Regions from separate parts of the Sus scrofa genome. Here regions 1 and 2 are each linked to region 3. A link is a contact called in public Hi-C and HiChIP or PLAC-seq data. All regions are on one chromosome and are shown on one strand. Each heading gives the region's core, a stretch centred on a gene start, on an enhancer-like site or on the middle of the called end of the contact. The rest is flanking DNA. Distances are from core to core; before and after follow the strand shown.

What was found. A called contact is a pair of places that touch in the nucleus more often than the background predicts. HiChIP or PLAC-seq counts read pairs in DNA pulled down with a chosen protein or histone mark.
Region 1: a Hi-C map of liver shows a contact between it and region 3, with 1.9 times the contacts expected there. The contact joins two enhancer-like sites. A contact is called at or near these places in 1 of 47 Hi-C or Micro-C datasets (liver) and 1 of 2 datasets of contacts at active chromatin or transcription factors (alveolar macrophages).
Region 2: a contact with region 3 is called in an H3K27ac HiChIP or PLAC-seq map of skeletal muscle. The contact joins two enhancer-like sites. A contact is called at or near these places in 2 of 47 Hi-C or Micro-C datasets (liver and skeletal muscle) and 2 of 2 datasets of contacts at active chromatin or transcription factors (alveolar macrophages and skeletal muscle).

The regions. Positions count from the first base shown.
Region 1 is chr13:52,776,798-52,780,915 of Sscrofa11.1, forward strand. All of the region lies in intron 3 of FOXP1 (forkhead box protein P1), which reads right to left. Among named protein-coding and RNA genes, the nearest start is that of FOXP1, 200 kb to the right of the region's middle. Within about 2 kb of position 1,269, at least 31 of the 83 cell types and tissues checked have an H3K27ac peak or open chromatin away from gene starts, as enhancers often do. A contact at or near this core is called in alveolar macrophages and liver, where this site is marked.
Region 2 is chr13:52,454,490-52,458,487 of Sscrofa11.1, forward strand. The region is part of intron 7 of FOXP1 (forkhead box protein P1); the gene reads right to left. Among named protein-coding and RNA genes, the nearest start is that of FOXP1, 520 kb to the right of the region's middle. Within about 2 kb of position 2,707, at least 67 of the 83 cell types and tissues checked have an H3K27ac peak or open chromatin away from gene starts, as enhancers often do. A contact at or near this core is called in alveolar macrophages, liver and skeletal muscle, where this site is marked.
Region 3 is chr13:52,602,494-52,606,388 of Sscrofa11.1, forward strand. The region is part of intron 5 of FOXP1 (forkhead box protein P1); the gene reads right to left. Among named protein-coding and RNA genes, the nearest start is that of FOXP1, 370 kb to the right of the region's middle. Within about 2 kb of position 1,673, at least 15 of the 83 cell types and tissues checked have an H3K27ac peak or open chromatin away from gene starts, as enhancers often do. A contact at or near this core is called in alveolar macrophages, liver and skeletal muscle, where this site is marked.

The sequences.
Region 1 (4,118 bases), core at 19-2,518, 170 kb after region 3:
ACGTGGCATACATAATAAATCTAATCAAGTCTACAAGGCGGGCAGATAAAAATGATTAACTGCCACTATCCTTGAAAAGAAAAGAAAAATTTTGTCCCCTGTTATTCATCACAGCTAATGTTCTGACCCTAAATCTAACATGCAGATCGAACCATCTTTAGAGCAACACACTGTACCAAGGAGAACAGCCTTTTCACTTCCTATTTTATTTTCTGAGAAATCAGGAAAACAAACATGTTAGAGCCACTTTTTAATTAAAGCTGTGGCTTTTGGGGATGTTGATAAAACTTCTCAGAATCTTTGCCTCTATCAACAGAAGAAAAAAAAAAAAAAAACAAAACAAAACACAAAAAACCAACAGCAAAACCCACCAGTCTCAGAACTACTACCTGTCTGGAGGTAACATGCAGTCACTTTTTTAATTGGTTGCCTGCATTTGATTCCTGATTCTGATATGTTACCAATTTAGCAAGGCCTCCAGCCAATGAGGAATCTATATGCTAAATCTGTAAGGTGTGGACGTAAACATCTCCAAAAGGGAATGTGCGAAAACTGAAGCTCGCCTCAAAGGGAGAGTCTGTGGCATAAAAAAGACGTGGGTCACTTCCACAAGAGGCGTGCAGGTCTTCCTGCACCAAGACTATCACCTTGGCAGGGAGCAGGTCTGAGTCTGCTTTGCTCTCAGAGTTAAGATTCTCCAGAGAAAACCACTGTGACAAGAAGCGTTGCCTCAAGTGGGGATTAAACACGCTGACATATAAAAAAATAAAAAATAAGATTTGGGGGGAAAAAAAGCTGAAGAGGTTCAAATGAACAAAATCCTACTTGTTCCTCAAAAGAAAAACAAAGAGCTTTCAGAAACATCTCCTCTGAGAGATGTAATAGAATATGAGTAAATTATAACAATTAAAAACCATTAAAGATAGAATAATTGAGAATACCTGTTTGGGTAACAATGACTTTCTTGAATTCCTCATAACAGAGGGTCTATTTTTAATCACTCTTTTTGCAAAACCTTGCATAATTTAACAATAATTATGGATTTTTAATTTTTCTACATCCACAAGAACGTAAAGTGAAAACCATAAATTATATACTAACTCCAGCTGTTAAATGTTGGCATTTTGTCTTTAAAAAAAAAAAAAGTTCAAAAAAATCTGTTTCCTTAAACCAAGGAAATGTGGGAAAAGGCCATCCTGCCAGTGGAAACCTTCAGCAGCAGAAAGCTCACGCTGCGGTTTCTTGCCGAGGCAGCAAACTCCACTGAAAGAGAAGTTGCTGCCAACTCAAATACTGTTTGCTTTCACACCCAAGAACAAACTGTGTGCACGGCGAAGGCATCCGAAGGGCTGGGAGCAGCTGGAGAGGACTGGAGAAAGGTAACAGTGGTGTCAGAGCTACTGTAAACTGGTTCTCGCTTTTCTATCAGCAAGTCAGCATCCCAGAAAACAGCGCGTCCAGCAGCCCGACTTCAGTACCTGCTGTATGTAATTCAAAACCTGCTTTTTCCAAGTCAACAAGCCAAGGGACTTTTCGGAAAGGGAAGGTGGAGGGGGGGAAGATCACTCAGACAAATGAAACACAGGCTCCTTCCGTGTGATTCCAAGGGTCGGTGAGACGCAGGTTTCAACAGAGCAATGAGAAATTTCCCTCTCTCGGTGCAACATGTAAGCCACTTGCTCTGTAAGCAGGAAATGCAAAGGAAGTGTTTACTGCAACCTTGTAAACCAAAGGCAGAAAGCTCTGCCAAAGCAAACATCATGATGGCAAGGGCTTTGCTGCCCCAAAGGCCCTTCAAGTTCCCTTTCTGCCCCCACGGATGGGTGTCGCTAAGGATGTGGCAGGCGGGGGTGAGGAATTCTATAGGAAGAGAAACAGCCCAAGTCTCCAAAAAGCAAAGGTTTGTACCACGAGGACTTTCTATTCTGGTTTCAAATAAACGAAGGCCAGCTAATTGTTGGGATGGCACTATTTGAGACCCAAAGTAAAAATGGTCAAATAAGAAAATCTGTTTCTTCCCTTTGCTCATACAGCTTTGAAGTAATGTTTAAAATGATCACACAGTCGGTTAAAATGGTCAATTTCATGTTATGCATATTTTACTACAAAAAAAAAGAAATTTACCCTGCAGCGCCATGGAGGTGGGAAGAAAAGTCTTCCATCTGAGACAAACTATATGTTATGAAATTCTGCCTCCCCGTGCCTGGCATGCTCACTTCCAGAATCAAACACAGTTCATCATTTTAAGGAAGAATCTTTTTCAAAGTGGAAAATGATATGGTTTCTTCAAAAACCCCTACTTTCTCCAAGCCCCCCTCCTTCCTCCAAAACTGTGACTTAAAAAAAAAAAAAAAAAAAAAAAAAACAGCTCACAAAAATGTCATGAGCTCAAAACATGTATATAAAGGAAATGGTGAATCTGCATGAATGGAAGATCTAAATATTCCCCACCTAAAAAAATATAAAGTTTACCCAGGGCAAAAAATATCACATATTTCCAATTCCAGATTGGACCTAGTAAAGTTTCAATATTAAGAGTCAACTTTATTGACTGACTTCCTCTAGTTTAAAATTAGAAACCTTTTTCTTACTGTCCTAACCACCCACACCTACTGCCCCCGCCACAAAAAGTCTGATGGTTTAGACACAGGTTGAAAAAAAATAATCTATCCAACTAAACAAAGACCGCCTTTCTTCCACAGTGAAAGGGAGTGTAAGAATTTGCCAAGTGTTCCCCCAAGACACAATCCTACAGTAAATTCTCTGTGTCTCCAGGATGATTGATGCGATGGCATTCCCTTCTTTCATCGCTCCCTACCTTGTCTGGTTGCTGGTGAAAACCAGGAAGCCACAGACACACACACTTCGGCCTTTTGCTTGTATGGGCCTCAATTCTCCAATGCCAGCTTGCTGCCAATGTCCTTGTAGCCAATGGTAAACAGGCCACAGGGTTCAAGTTAACTGCGGAGTGTTACCACACTGAACATCTGGTCATGAATGAACGGATTGCCCACTAACTCTCAGCATTGGGCAGCTGATGAAAAATTCAACATTTTCCTTGTTGGCACAGTTGTTTTGGAGAATTCTCTAGAGCTTCCTGAATTATATTAAGAAAATTTCACTGCAGCAATCTATATCTGTGAGAACAGCTGGTGTTGAAAGGGATCTGCTGCTCTCTCCCCGTGCTGGGGGACCTCATGTTGGATGAGGACACTTTTACTACATTTGTCCTTGAAAACTCAGCCTCCGCTCTGAGGTACCGGAGAGAGCAAATGGCAGGAAGGCAGCTACCGGGTGATGGATTCCATGCACATGAACCTCTTAATTCGGTACGGTGGGGGCAGGCAGATCTATCACCCAGCTGAGAGGACATTAAGATCAAAACAGTACATGATGGAGATGTGTCTTGAAAAATATAGCCAAATGGTCATCAAAACTATTGCTGGGTTCTGAAATCAGGTCGGTCCCACCATGCCTGTACATTGGCTGAAGATTTTCAGTATAAAATAACAGTCCTTGGCAAAACCCAAGGAGAGGCGATGTGTCCAAACATTAGTGTTCCACCACATGACCGAGTTTAAACTCGGCAGGGCCCTTTATTTTACCTAATGGTGACACAATTAGAGCAAATCAAATGTAACATGTGCTATTAGGCTCAGGACGGAAAGGAGGCACACTGACAGAAGGGTCCGTGAAGGCTGAAGAAAAGAAATTCTCTAAAAATATAACAGTGGCGTTTAAAGAAATTAACTTGTTAATGGATATATGTGATATATTATTATTCTTTCTGGTCGAAAAAAAAAAGGAAGTGGTAAACTTAAGTCAAGCTAAATTTAGGCTATTATCTATGCAGCATAAATTTCACTTCTGTGTATAAATGCTAACTTGCATATTTCTCCATGGTAACTAAACTATGATTAAAACAACAGTGAAACCAGCCTTTAAAGCCACCTGTTTAACTAGGAACAACCTAATTTACAAAAATACTTAAACTTTGGAAATTTCATGGGCATCTATATCACGCTTCTCCCAGTAGAAAGCTCACTTTTCCATGAACATATAATTGCAATGTACTTGGCCTAGGTCGTAATCATTCTTTTTTTAACTAGTGTAATTTT
Region 2 (3,998 bases), core at 1,457-3,956, 150 kb before region 3:
GTCAAATGAAAATTCAGAGAAGACAATACAGTATATATCCTCATGCAGAATGTTTCCATTCCATCCTCTGGAAAAATATGAGTTAATCCACGTTTCTATGGCTGCAGACAAAAGTTCTCTAATTTTGTTTTCTTTTGACACTTACGTTGTTTTCTATTGTATGTCATGAGATCATTCCCTTCCAGGGAGGGAAGGAAAAAAAAAATCGAGAGTGAAACACATTGCAGAAAATGCACTTGACATTATTATCCCACATTATCATAGCTTAGCTATGATGGCATCACATTTTCATATCATCAACCCATGCTTCGGAGAGTTTCATTTAATGAAATATGTTTATTTAAAAACACAGCACAAATGGGAGCCTGTCTTCCTTGAATTACTTAGATTAAAAAAATTGACATATTTTGCTCATTTCCTTAACTGACGAACTTTTTATCAAATGAGCTGCACATATGGGTAGAAAGTTCCTGTGGCAAATGAGAGACCGTAAAGCCCATTACTTTCATGCTATAAGTCATCCTTAGGGTAAAAAAAAAAAAAAAAAGAAAAAAAGAAAATTATTGCTCTCAGATTTTTTCTTATATATTATTATGGACCTACAGGTTTTTTTTTTTCTTTTAAGACAAAATTTATGATCATATGGCCCTTTACCTAGTCCAGGGTGTTTTTATTTATATCATCTTAATATTTGGTTGCTTATCTCATGCCTCAGAAATGACAGGTGCTCGCAGTCCCGCTCTTGACAGGCCACTACACAAATAACCGTCTTGCCTGAAAGGGCTAATGCAGTACTAATGAACAATAAATCAACTTTGATTATCAAGTGTCAGCCCAATCCGTTTTCAGTTCAGCTCTATCACATCCTAGAGTAAGTCAGCCAGTGTCTCTGGGTAGGCAGTCTGTATTTTGGTTTCATTTTTACACACTTTTCACTGAAATGTGTCAGGCAGCTATAAAGAATCATGTAAAATAGAACTAGACCTTTTTCAGTGTAAGCGAAGGGTATCAATTAAGACTACGTGCTTCTGCCTTCATGTGGGTTACTTAGTGATGAGTCTTAACATTCAAGGAAGCTTTGTGTTCTTTTAAACAACAAAAACAGCAACAGACCCTAAACTAGAATCTTAATGTGATCATGTTTGAGGGTTTTGACAATGACATGCTAGCTTGAACACTACCACATAAACCACCTTTGACTGCACATTCCTCTTGGAAAATCTAGTACAAATGAACAAAAAGCAAAAAAGAAAAAAGAAAAGAAAAAAGGCCACTTCTTAAAAAAAAAGAAAGGGACACTTGATTTAAAGTTAAAAAAAAATGGCTTCTTTAACACTGACTTCCTAATAAAATAAATGTAACTTATTTTTTTTTTCTTAAGCAGATTAGTCATTGATAGTATGATTCACATTTCCTGTTATCAGGCTTAATTTTTCCCCCAAATGTGTCACTTTCAAAATGTTGGAATCTATGGAAATTAGGTGATTTGCATTTTTAAATTGGCTTGATTAGAACATTTGGTCTGTGTGGACAAGAATATAAAATTATTAGATATTTCACTCCTAACCGGCAGGCCTTGAAGGAGTTAATCCCAAAGAGGAAGAGTCTATATGTACTTTGCTCTAAAACTTTACCACCCACTTCCTAAAGATCCCCTCCTTCCCATCACGACACTTGAGGGGGGTGGTGGGGGGAGAAAGTCTGTTTCCACGACCGACCCTCTTTCAGGCAGATCTGACAGTTGAGTTAGCTACATTCAGAGCCGGTTCGGATGGGAGTACCCCGTAGCAATTCCTCAGTCGGCTTCGCGTCCTACCCAAACCCCACTCACTACTTAATTAACCAGCAAAGTACTGCAACAGAGGCTAAGGCTCCTCAACCTGCCTAAGTGTCCTTCCGCCGGTCTGGCCGTCTTGGTACGGGGCTCTATTCGTCTCCCTCCACCCTTAACTGTGTATGAACTCCTTGAATTTGAACAGCTAAGCTGAAAATAGCCTAGACAGATATAGAAACAAACTATCAGAAGCAAAGAAACATCCACCCGGGTTACGCTGAGACGGAAGGCTCCTTGTATATTTCACACGCTCTGAAAAGTGACATAAATCACACCCCAGATACGTCCCCCGAATGGAGTGATGGCGAGGGCTTTACCAAAGTGGCTGCCTGAAGGCCAGACCGGCAGAAAAAGAATCGCGAACGAGAAAAAGAGAACGAGCGAGAGCGCGAGAGCAAAACACAAGCAGGACTTCCTCCAACTCTCAACTACACCCCACCCATGAACATTTAAAAAAAGGGAGAGCGAGAGAGAAAGGGGGGTAAAATCTCTCTCTTCCAGGACCCACAGGCCTGGAGCTGCTTCTTCCCACCCCTCCACCCCCTCCCCCGCCTCCACTTCCAGAGCACAACTCCCACCCAAGTTGGTAAACAGCGATTGTTATTATTATTTTTTCCGAAAGACTCAACTTAGAAACCCTCGGGCGCTCCTGCCTTCCCCAGCGAGGCCCCAGGAAGCTGGCACCGCGGAGCCCGGGGAAGGAGAGCAGAACGGCAAAGATCAATCATGGGGACCAACCTGACACTCTCCATGTAGCCGCCAGGCGCGGGGAGCCGGCTCGGGGCGCCCGCGCGGGCCGGGCGTGGGGTCCGGCGGCCTCGGCGTGCAGGCGGACTGCACGCGCGCAGGGGCGCTCCGGCTCGCGGGCTGACAAGACGCACCGCGCCGCGCCCACCCGCCCCGCCCTGCTCCACCAATCACAACCCGCCTCTAAACACCCCGCGCCGCGCCGCGCCGCGCCCCACACAATGGGCTCCGCGGCCCGCGCCCCGCGCCCGCGCCCCCGGCCCCCTCCGCGCGGCAGGTGAAATCGCGCTCGGCGGAGACCCTGCTTTTGTTTCGGGAGCAACTCTGCTTAATTGCTGTTAACCCTTTGACCCGCCTCTGGCTGACGTCTGGGAAGCCGGGCGCGGCGCGCATCTCTCCCTCCAGCCGGGGCTGCCGGGTCGGGGCTTTTTGGTGGGGTGGCGTGTTTGTTTCCTCTTGGAAACTGACAAAGAGTTGTCCCAGCCTTTCAGAACAACCCGAGCGGCAAAGCAGGGGAACCGGCGCGCCCGGCGCACGCCCTGACTGCTTGGAGCAACTGTTTAGAATCGGAAGGGGATGCGGGGCTCAAAGACAGCACAGGAGAACTTCCTCGAAAACGGCCTTTGCGGGAGAACTTTCGCTTCACGTCCCTGGTTTAACCAAGCCTCAGCCTCTTTGATTCCCCCCGCCCCCTTTCTTTCCAAGAGTCGGCTTCGCCAGAGTGTGCTTGTGCGCGCGGAGGGAAACTAACCCGACACAGGGGTTGAAATAAATAACCACCAACGTGCCTCGTCGCTGAACCAAGCTACTTCCCCTCTAGAACGACAGCTGCTGAAGAAAGCATCTGCCACTCGTTCGCTAAGAAATAATTCTCTAAATTCCTTTCTTATTTATACAACAACAGCAACAACACAGGCTACTCTCACTGAGCACTTTAAGATGACCTCTATCAGAAATAGTTACTGCTCTTTAATGCTATTTAAAACAGAGTACAGTGTGGAAAAAAAAAGTCACCAATATGCTAAACTTTGTTGGCTCAACTGGCATGATTTAAGTGCCAGGTTAATTTCATCATTTTCGGCAGTTCTAGAAATCACCTCTCTAATCTACCATCAATTTACAGAAAAACTTTTTTGGCCCATCCTTAAAAACAACAACAAAACTCTAACATTTTTACATTTTTCCTCAAAATATATGAGGAAAAGGAGTAGTGGTGACATCAGTGATTACCTAGTTTCCCTCAATTAAAAAAAAAAAAAAAAGCAACAGATTCTAACCCGGTCATTTCAGGAGTTTTACTGGAAAGTATTTTTCCATTTGAGCTGTTAATGCAGGTTACTACAAACCAGAAAGCATATTGATAATATTTCCAATCAAGCAAAGGCCTGAATTTCAATCAGGTCAGCAGCGGAACAGG
Region 3 (3,895 bases), core at 423-2,922:
CAACAATTTGCCGTTACCAACCTTGCATTACTCATCATCATATAAGCCAGAGCGAATCAAGTGAAATCCAGTTAACTCTTTCCTGGGGACACCACTTCGAAAGTCTCAAAGAAGCATGGCCCCCTGTAGGAAAACGAGGTCACCCCCCCACCCCAAATGAAGCAAACAGAGTTCAGTCAATGCCCTTTGATTTCCTGGCTTGCAGATAAAAATAAGCATCCACAGTGCTTCAACTACTATAGGTTGGATCTAGCAACAGATTGAAAAGACTGTAATATTTTCATGCTTGAATAACCACACATTCATTTCCTGGGCTCATCTTCTCTTATCAATGAAATATATGGGTCAAACACTGATTCCAATCTTAAATATTTTCATCTAGAAGGAAAACGCTAATGTTTCTTTCTCCCCGAGTTTCTTGTTCCAAGATACACTTTAGCATTCTAGAGCCACAAACAGATCTGTAGCATTTCCAACCACGCTGCAAAAATCCAACTAAACTAGGTGATGATTCTGCCCTTAAAAAAGATTATATATAATATCCTAATCAGTTGATGTTACATAGAAGGACTCAAGAGTTCATGTTGTGAGCTTATCAAAGAAATCCTGGTTTTCCAAGCCAATAATGAATAAGTTCAATGTGTCCACTAACAAAGTGTTACAAAGAAGGGTTTTTTCTCCAAAAATGTGTTTTCTTGTGTCCTAACATATAGAACAGCATGCTGTTTATCCTAAGAACGTTATCAAACTTTATCATAGATTCTATATTTAGGAATACCATTTGCAATCAAAACATTTCTTTGAATCTATTTTACAGATACTTTAACATCATTAAACTACTTAAATTTGATACAGGTGAAGAACATTTCTCTATTACTTAAAATGTAATAAGCAAAAACATACCGAACGACAGTTTGGTAATTTATCTCTGTCTTACATTCACAATCAGTTAATTAATTTTTTAAAAATTTAGCATTGTGTCATTGCCAAGTATAGCACAACACTGCTGGATACCAAAGCAAAATGTGAAACTAGGAAAATGAAATTAGAAAAAAAACTAAGGCTATATACCTCGGAGGATTCTGGCAATTACACTAGTAAGTATCAGATTACTGGAATTCCCATCTCTGTCTAAAAAGTATAACCAAAATTTTACTGGTCTTCCCAGCTCCTCTCCCCCCACCCTCATTTCCATTAAAAACTTCCTAACCTTCTCTAGCTGCTCCTGATTCCACCTTCTGCTTCAAAAATCTAGCCTTTCTTCTGCAACTGCCAAGGCACAAAATAGCAGAGGGTTTTCTTGTGTGTTTTGGTTGTGTTGTGCTATAGTTTGTTTCCTAAGTGCCTCTCTGCTGACTCTCTCCTTTCCCCAAACCAACACAGCCCCTCAGGCCTCCACAGTGTCTGGAGACGAAAATTCTACGGAGGGTTCCGTGCCTGAGGAGGAGAGAATTCCTCAGGCTTGAGGACTTGTTAGCACCTTATAGACACAGGGAACGGACATTGAGATGAATCCCTTTTCTGCCCTAGAAAGCCTGTGGGGATTAAACTGTTCCACTGCCCCAGAGAAAGAAAGCCAGCCTTGCTAAACCCTGAATGATGATGCAAGTCTGGCTGCTGGAACAACTAACACAGACTCTTCCTCAAATGCCTTGGGAACGGAACGTTCTCAAATTCCATGCTCACTGCTCTTCGCATGCGGCCGAGATGGCTAGGACACAGAGCAGGGCCTTATCCCATGTCCCAGCAAAACTACAGAGAGAAAAAAATGAAATCAAAGAATCCTGCTCTATCCCCCCATCCCTGTTCCCCATCTTCACTGAAAAATGCTGGTTACCCACTCTCCACACTTCTGGTTTCTTCCAGGAGTTCTCCTGACCTTTATGTTTATTTTCTATCCCTGGAGCCTGAAATGAACCAAATGACTGGTAAGGGGTTTTAGTTTACAATTCTAAATGATAATCCAAAGAGTGGCAGCCATTTCCCTGGTAAAGGCCAATAGCTGAGCCCTGGAGTTTTCTAAGCCTCGCATAACCATTACCCAAATGGAGGCCCTTTTTAACTGCAAGGTGATTCTATGGGTTCCTCCCCATGACTGGGAGATATAACATGCCTTTTTCCTCTATCCCAGTTGTGGTGAGGAACTTGCCCTAATCCACCTTTAGTTCTACCTGCACGTGTCTGTTTTACTTATTTTGTTCCCCGCAGAACCTAAATGTTTGAAGCTTTCTTTACTAAAAAATTAATTAAAATAAATGAAAGAGGCCAATATTCCACATAGGACCTGCTGTACAGCACAGGGGAACTCTACCCAATAATCTGTGATAATTTATGTGGGAAAAGACTCTGAAAGTGAATGAATGTGGGTATATGCATAACTGAATCACTGTGTTGTATAGAAGAAATTACCATAACATTAAAAATCAACTATACCTCAATAAAACTTTAAAAATTGAAAAAAAAAATACATCAAAGAGGAAGATAGAGGGCACTGACTGAATTTTTTATACAACCTGTTTGATAAACTATTTTCAAAAATAAAGAGTCTCCAGGAAACTCTGGGAAGACCCAAGATTGGGTCTTAGAAATCCTGAGATTCTTAGAGCGATCATGCTACCATAGTGACCACTTGAGCCAGTTTCCAAACCTCAAGCATTTACTTCTACCTTCATTATTTTTGCCATCTTCATCTACATCTCCCATGTTATTCTTACAAATTACTTACTTTTGGCCAACATAAATCTATTTCAGAGAAAACTTTATAATACTGCCTCAAATGGAAAACCGGTGTGCTTCCCTTTAGAGAGAAAGACTTTCTAATTAAGGTAATACAACCCAACGAATGTAATCAAATTCTAGCTAGATCCTGGTGTCCACAGAGGCTCTGGGTGGAAGCCATGTTCTTGCTTTGTTAAATAATGAACTTACAATGGGGAAAGAGAGATTAAAGACACACTCGCACCAAATGGAGACTTTCTTCTTGACTGTATCAGAAGGATCAAAACAGACTGAAAATGGAATTGCTGCAACATCAACTCACAATAATGGGAACCGGTGAATGATTTATGAGCCATCTAAAAATCCTCTTCCAACACACCAGTGAGTGGTCCAAGCTTATGTCTTGGGGAACTGAGCAAGAGGAGACTTAGGAGTTCCATCCTGAGACCAGTCTACATCCGTGACTCCTAAGTATAGTATTCCTAACAATGCAATGCATAAGGCACTGATAGAGAGTCTACTGTATACCCTTATGCTGCTTGAGAAATAATCAACCAGCTAGACTCTCTAAACTGAATGGGACTCCCGGGCCATGGGTATTACGCTTGTAGAAGACAACCTGGAAATCAAACCGGCCACTCCAACACAAGCCTCCCTCCCAGACTTGCCTTTTCTCACATCATCAAAAAACTAGTGCAACAGCCACTTAAGTAGAGCTGCCTTTCTTCAATGCAAGTTCAGAGTTTATTCATTACCAAGTAACCACTCTATGATAAAAACTATAAGCATATCATTCAAATGCTTTATTGGTCAAAAAGATGGATGCTTTTATTAGTCCAACCTTTTTTGTAATGGAGTGCCACTGATGACCCAGCATTAGCCTCATTCCCTGCTATTAATCACACTTCTAAGAGCCCATTTTGCCTTAAAATCTTAAGAAATTGCTATAATTTAAAGACACGGCGTCTATATAATGGGAAATGCCTCAGAGATCGTATCATTTCACAAAATACAGTATTTTTTTAATGGGAACAATGACCATGATGCCCAGGTATTATAAAAAGGGAATAATTTTTATATATATGAAAGAAAAGTGAGACGTAAGCTGCCTTTTCTTTGTGTGGCTTTACACATTTGTCCAGCTTAATCATTACCTTTGCAAAGTTGATGAATCCAT